2 separate regions of the Hordeum vulgare genome follow, and region 2 is linked to region 1. The links are chromatin contacts, called in public Hi-C maps. All regions are on one chromosome and are shown on one strand. The core of a region is the stretch at or near the end of the contact, and the rest is flanking DNA. Distances in the headings are between cores, read along the strand shown.

Region 1 (3,078 bases), core at 150-2,649:
CGGGCTCTGACCTGATGGTAGCTGACGCTGCCCCTGTTCAACAGGTTGGTTGTTCGTATCAAGCTGGCGTTTAATTTTTGTTCCTTTTAATTATTTATTTAATTCGATGAAAGTTCCAAACGAGGTGGAAATTTGCAAACGAAAAAAAAATCTGTCGCAGGAAACTTTTCCCTTGCAAAAAAGGGTTTTCATGTGATTACTTACAACTGAGGGGGGGTTTCTGCAATAAAAATGCCACATGGGCACCTCACAGACGGGCCTCGCTTATCAAATACACCGTCAATACACTGTTATACGCATTTTAGACCATTTTTTTTAACGTATAGCCCTAAACTTACTATTGACATGTAAAAGTTATCAAAAGTGGTACCAATCCGCACGTATTGCCCTAATTATGGTACTTTCATGCAATTAACTCAGCCTTCGGACTGGCGGGTTGTGAATCTTGACGATGTCGCAGGAAGAAGGATCTTGACGGGGGGACGTCGAGTAAGGCAAACTCGAGAAGGAGCCACTAGTTTTGCCGCTGTTTTGCTTTCCTGACTACGCAAACAACGACATTTGCAACCTTGGTGCCCCCGCGTCGCTCTTCCTGGCGACTCGGGGGCGAACCCAAGCGCCGCCACTCAGCCACCCCCTCCCATCCCCCGTCTTGCCGTCGCCAGAGGTTCCGACCAGCGAAGCTCGGCACTTCTTCGGCGAGGCACTTCTTCGGCGGGCGTTTGGAGCTGCAGCTCGCCTCGGCCGGCTCTGGCCAGGGGGCGTGACGGAGGCGGGTCGACGTCCTCAAACGCTCCGGTCGGACATGGTCCTCACGCAGCGTGATGAGGCTGCGCACGCGGGGCTGCTCGGCACGCCCTGTCACAGGAGGGTGCTCCCACGCCCTGTTCGGCGGCGCGATCCGGTGGCCAGGGGTCGAGGTCCGGTGGATGGTTTCCCCGGCGGCGGCTCCAGGCGGGATGGGTGGATCCGGTGGCCTCATTGCCTCGTTTTTTCTGTCCTGGCCAACCTCGTTGTGGTGGGGTGGCAGCCCCCTCCCCCCCCCCCCCCCCCCCCCCCCGGTCCACTGCTTGATGGCTTCTTCTGGCCTGCCTATGCGGGCCATGGGCTGCGCGGCGGTGGTGCTGCTCGACTTCGTCGGCGGCAAGGTTTCGGTGCTCGGTGGCGGGGCTGCTCGGAGGTCTAGATGGCGGGGGTCCTCCGCGCGTGCCGCTCGCTCGGTACGGGGGAGGATGGAGGTGTGTGGCTGTTCTGCCCCGCGGCCGGTTTGGATTGTTGTGCGGCGCGGCTGCTGCTGGCTTTGGTTCTCGCCATCCGAAGGTTCCGATGGTGTAGTGCATTCACTCCACGAGTCGCCAGATCTGCATCCCGGCTGGTTTGGACCTGCCAAACCAGGATCTCGACGTTAGGGTGGCTCATGCTCAATGACATGGTGGCAGCTCATCTCGGAGGCACGTCTATGTGTGGAACACGACAGGCGGCTGGTGGCGGTGGTTCGGTCACGCGGCTGATGGTGGGGCCAACTGGTTTGGTCTATGGAGGACAATGCCAGGCGAAAGTCTGTCTGTGGCCATGGTCGAAGCCGGCAGCAGCGGCGTGTGCGGGCGTCGTTGCCTTCTTGAAGGCGCTGTTGTGGTGATGTGCTCCTCTCCCTTAGCATCTCCTGCTCCGAGGAAAACCTTAGATCTATGCTCTCGCAGATCGGTTGATGGCGGCACATTGCGTCATTCCCCTCTTGTGGGCATCATTTTTGGAGCATGGATTAGCCGGAGGGACCAGCGGAGTTGTGGTGGAGGTGGTGCGACTGCTTGGAGTCGACTGTGGTTGTTCAGCGTTGGTGTTCTTTGGGGCTAGGCGAAATCCATTACATATACATGAAATCCATCACATATACATATATACAAACTTTTATACTTGGAATCCATCACATATACATGGATTGCTTCTAGCCACAATCAACCATATGTGGCTGACTTTTATAAAAGTGGTATGAATATATCTACATTTATCACATTTTGATAGGCAAGATAAATGTCCTGTTTTTAATTTTGGTGAGACGACCCTAAAACTTATTGACAAAAAAATGACAACGAGGGGAGATGGAAGATTGATATTATATTAGGAACAAGGCCTATAGTTTGGAACAAATCTCGAAGTGCTTAATTAGGAAAAATCAAATGTATAAGCACCATGCACATCAAATTTAGGATATGTGCAAGAACAAATAGAGGATCAGTGCCAATCTGCATGGTCAATTTTTCCTACGGATAACTCCATATCTTTAAATGGCACCTTAAATTAATCTAGCATCTTAAATTTGACATAAAAATACATATTCATATTTTTATGTTGATCATTAATTTTACCAACAAAATGTGAGTCATATGTTATAAAAAGTATGCCATTAGATGCATATTTTATAGAACTTTTCAATAATCTATTGTTTGATGAAATATATCTCATATATTATTGATCAAAATTACAATTCAAAGCTTGACACGAAAAACGAAGTGGCGTTGTATATAAAAATGAAGGGAGTAACATAAACAACATAATACAAATCTGTCTAGTCGCGCAAATGTGCGGGTCACAATGCTAATTCCTTCTAATCAAGGAAGCCCACCGTTTGGACAAATTATTCAATTCTTTGTATAGGATTGAACCCTCAACAAGACAACAACAGCCATATCAGTATTGTACCTTAGCACCTACGAAAGGATTGGCTAGCTGGTGCACCCGAAAGCCACTAGTGTCCGGCAGGTTCATCCGCCGGAACGCCTCGTGCCTCCATCTCGTGAGCTTGACCAAGAGGTGATCAGGCCAGAATTGGTCCCCATCCTCAACGTGCATCTCCTCGAGCACCATGGCCTTCTCGACGAGGAACCTGGCCAGCTGCACCTGGAAGCAGTTGTGCTCCTTGGACTTGAACTGCAGCGTCACCTTCCGCAGGCTCGTCCTCAGGCAGTCGAACGCGCGGCTGTTGGCGAAGGCTGCCGGAAGCTCCGAGACGCCGCCGAGCTCCACGTCGTCGCGGTGTTTGGAGCACATGGAGCCGAGCATGTTGAACCTTTCCATGGA
Region 2 (2,855 bases), core at 233-2,732, 140 kb after region 1:
TGGCCATGCCTATCGTGCGCAGCCTGCCGCTTGGAGCGTTGGCGGTAGGTCACACCTGCGCGGCCGACCGCCTCGCCGGGTGGCGGCAGGGCCTAGCCGCCTCGGCCCGTGGCGACAGGTGCCATGCGACATCCGGCGCGCGTGCCGTCATGAGAAGTGGGGGTCTTTTTTCGTATTTCATACCGTATTTGGTCTTTTTTGACAATAACACTCGGTTAATGGTCTTTTTGAACATAAATTCTATATTTTATATATTTAATACTTTTTATATTTAAGTGGTGTTTCTTTTCAAGAGACTAGACTTTTTTTTAGTCTCAGAGACTAAAGAAAAAAGTTCTTTTAATAGAGACTTTTTCTAGTACCTTCAGAAAAAGTCCCTCCTATTTCTTTACCTAGGGACTAAAAGGGACTTTTTAGTCTAGTCACTAGTTAAAGAAACACCATCTTATATGTTTTGCTATAATATTGGTCAAATATAAACAATGTTTGACTGTTTTAAACACTAATGCACCTTATATTCTGGCCGGTGCGCCGGTCGAACCGTTCGGCCGGCCGCGTGCACGCGACCCGCGCGCTGAGTGCTGACTAGGCATGCAACATTTTTCCGTCTAAAATGTTGCAATCAACATCGTATTTGCTGCAAGTGTTTTTATTTGCTACATTTGTCCAGTAAAAAAAGTTGGATATACGTTTAGTTACAACTCCAGTTCGTCGAATTTTTCGTTACAATCGATGTTTTTTTTACTTTTGCTACAATCGTGTTAATTTTTCCTACAACCGACATCTTTTTTGCTGCAACCGTTCACTAAAAAAGTTGTATACACGTTCACGTAGATATTTGTTACAACCGGCGTTTGACTTTTGCTACCACACACCATTAACTTTGTTTTTCTGCTACGATCATGTAGATATTTTTTTTGCTACAATTTTTTTTGTTGAAATCGTTGAAAAAATTGCTGCATTTCGTCGAGTTTTTGCTGCATCGGAAGAAAAAATGTTGCATGAAGATTCAACATGCGGACGCGGGGGCTGGTGGATCGTGCGGCCCGCGCGTCGACGCAGAACACTGAGTAATGGAGGAAGTATTCTACCCGTCCGGAATTACTTGTCGTAAAAATGGATGTATCTAAAACTAAAATACATCTAAATATATTCATTCCTCGGACAAGTATTTTCGAACCAAGGAAGTATTTGCAATGCCAAATGTTGGCATCAAACCAGTTTTAGAGTAAGAGTGTCAGCTCTCTGTGTATTTTCAATTAGTGTGCTGTGTGCCAGAATATCTCTTTTTTATCGAGGAATTGGAATCTGACCGGGATGCTCTGATAAAGTTTCCTTCTTCGCCGAAAATAGGGAGCATATATGATTAGCGACTGCTTCTGACGATTTGTGTGTCCTTGTATTTTCTTTTGAGGGATATTTGTGTCCTTGATACGTGTCCTTGAGTTTGGTGTGAAAGGCCTGAAAGTCCAACGAACATACTGGGCCGCTCAGCTGAAGGCCTCATCCCTCTGGAAGGAAAAAAAAAAGACACCGATGATCCTGGACTCTGTACGAACCGCCAATGCAACGCAACACGTACTGAGTTCGTTCAACCAAAACAAACCGACTCGGCATCAGATCCATATATCCATCCTGCTGCGCCCCGCCGCCGACGCCGATCATCTCTCTACTTGCACCATGGCCGCCGCCGACGCCGACGCCGACGCCCTCAACCTCAACAGCAGTCGATGGTCCAGCCACCACGACCGCTTCGACAACTTCTTCCGCCGCGGCAAGGCCGCCCTAGCCAGCCGCCGCTGTTGACTTTTCACTTTCAGGATCGATCACATCAAATCACACGAACACACGCGCAGAAAAACTTATAGCCAAGGGCACATGTCGTGCCCCTCTTTTCTTTCTTTTTATTCCTCAATATTTTTCACGGTACAAAACTCACGTAGACCTGCTGCATATATATAATGTAGAAGCCGACACCGACCAACACAAACCCAATCTATAGATGCTAGGACTTCAGCACAAACCGGACTCGGCCTCTAACCAAGACCAATTATACTACTCCGAACCGGACTCAACATGGACACAACCAAGATTTCCTAACGTAGTGCACCTAGCCTAATCACCGGCCACCCCGATCACGATTAGCCTAAACTGACAAGGACAAACTAGTACAGCATATCCTAACATGTACTTTTAATACATGGAAACTAACTTAACCATAAGGAATGTTTGGATTATTTCAACAGCCGCCGCGAGACGGCGCTCAAGAAGCTTACGCTCTACCTGTGTCCTTGTATTTTTTTTTTTAGGGATATTTGTGTCCTTGATACGTGTCCTTGAGTTTGGTGTGAAAGGCCAACGAACATTCTGGGCCGTTCAGCTGAAGGCCTCATCCCTCTCTGGAAGGCGAAAAAAACACCAGTCGGCAGGTACCACGACGGGGAACCGCAGTGCGATGCCCGGGTCGCCGGCCTCCTCCTCGACCCCGCCTCGCCGCCGAGCATTCCTACCGGAGCTTCTACGTCCCGCCGCTGGCCTCCCTGCCGTGCGCCGCCACCACGCTCCGGGTGCTGGAGCTCGACTCCTGCGGCCTCGAGCCGTCCGCCCAGGCGCAGCTCGCTTTGCCGCGCCTCACGGATCTCACCCTGCGCAACTGCACTTACTTGCAGGGGTATCTGCAGATCATGGTCGACGCCGCGCCGGCCCTCACCACGCTCTCGCTGGTGGATGTGACCAACAAGCCGCCCAAGCCGGTCACTTCCGAATTCCGATCCCTACTACGCACCCAAGGCTTTCAACCTGCCCCTTTGCCTCCGCTCCCCGACGGTCACCGCCTTGGTGCTCGAGACCTGCGT

The links. A called contact is a pair of places that touch in the nucleus more often than the background predicts.
Region 2: a Hi-C map of seedling shows a contact between it and region 1, with 2.3 times the contacts expected there. The contact joins two enhancer-like sites. A contact is called at or near these places in 2 of 6 Hi-C or Micro-C datasets (leaf and seedling) and 1 of 1 datasets of contacts at active chromatin or transcription factors (embryo).

Annotation. Positions count from the first base shown.
Region 1 is chr2H:40,169,657-40,172,734 of MorexV3_pseudomolecules_assembly, forward strand. No RefSeq gene overlaps it. Among protein-coding and RNA genes, the nearest start is that of LOC123425268, 3.5 kb to the left of the region's middle. Within about 2 kb of position 1,400, at least 2 of the 3 cell types and tissues checked have open chromatin away from gene starts, as enhancers often do. A contact at or near this core is called in seedling, where this site is marked.
Region 2 is chr2H:40,313,624-40,316,478 of MorexV3_pseudomolecules_assembly, forward strand. No RefSeq gene overlaps it. Among protein-coding and RNA genes, the nearest start is that of LOC123424717, 100 kb to the left of the region's middle. Within about 2 kb of position 1,483, at least 2 of the 3 cell types and tissues checked have open chromatin away from gene starts, as enhancers often do. A contact at or near this core is called in seedling, where this site is marked.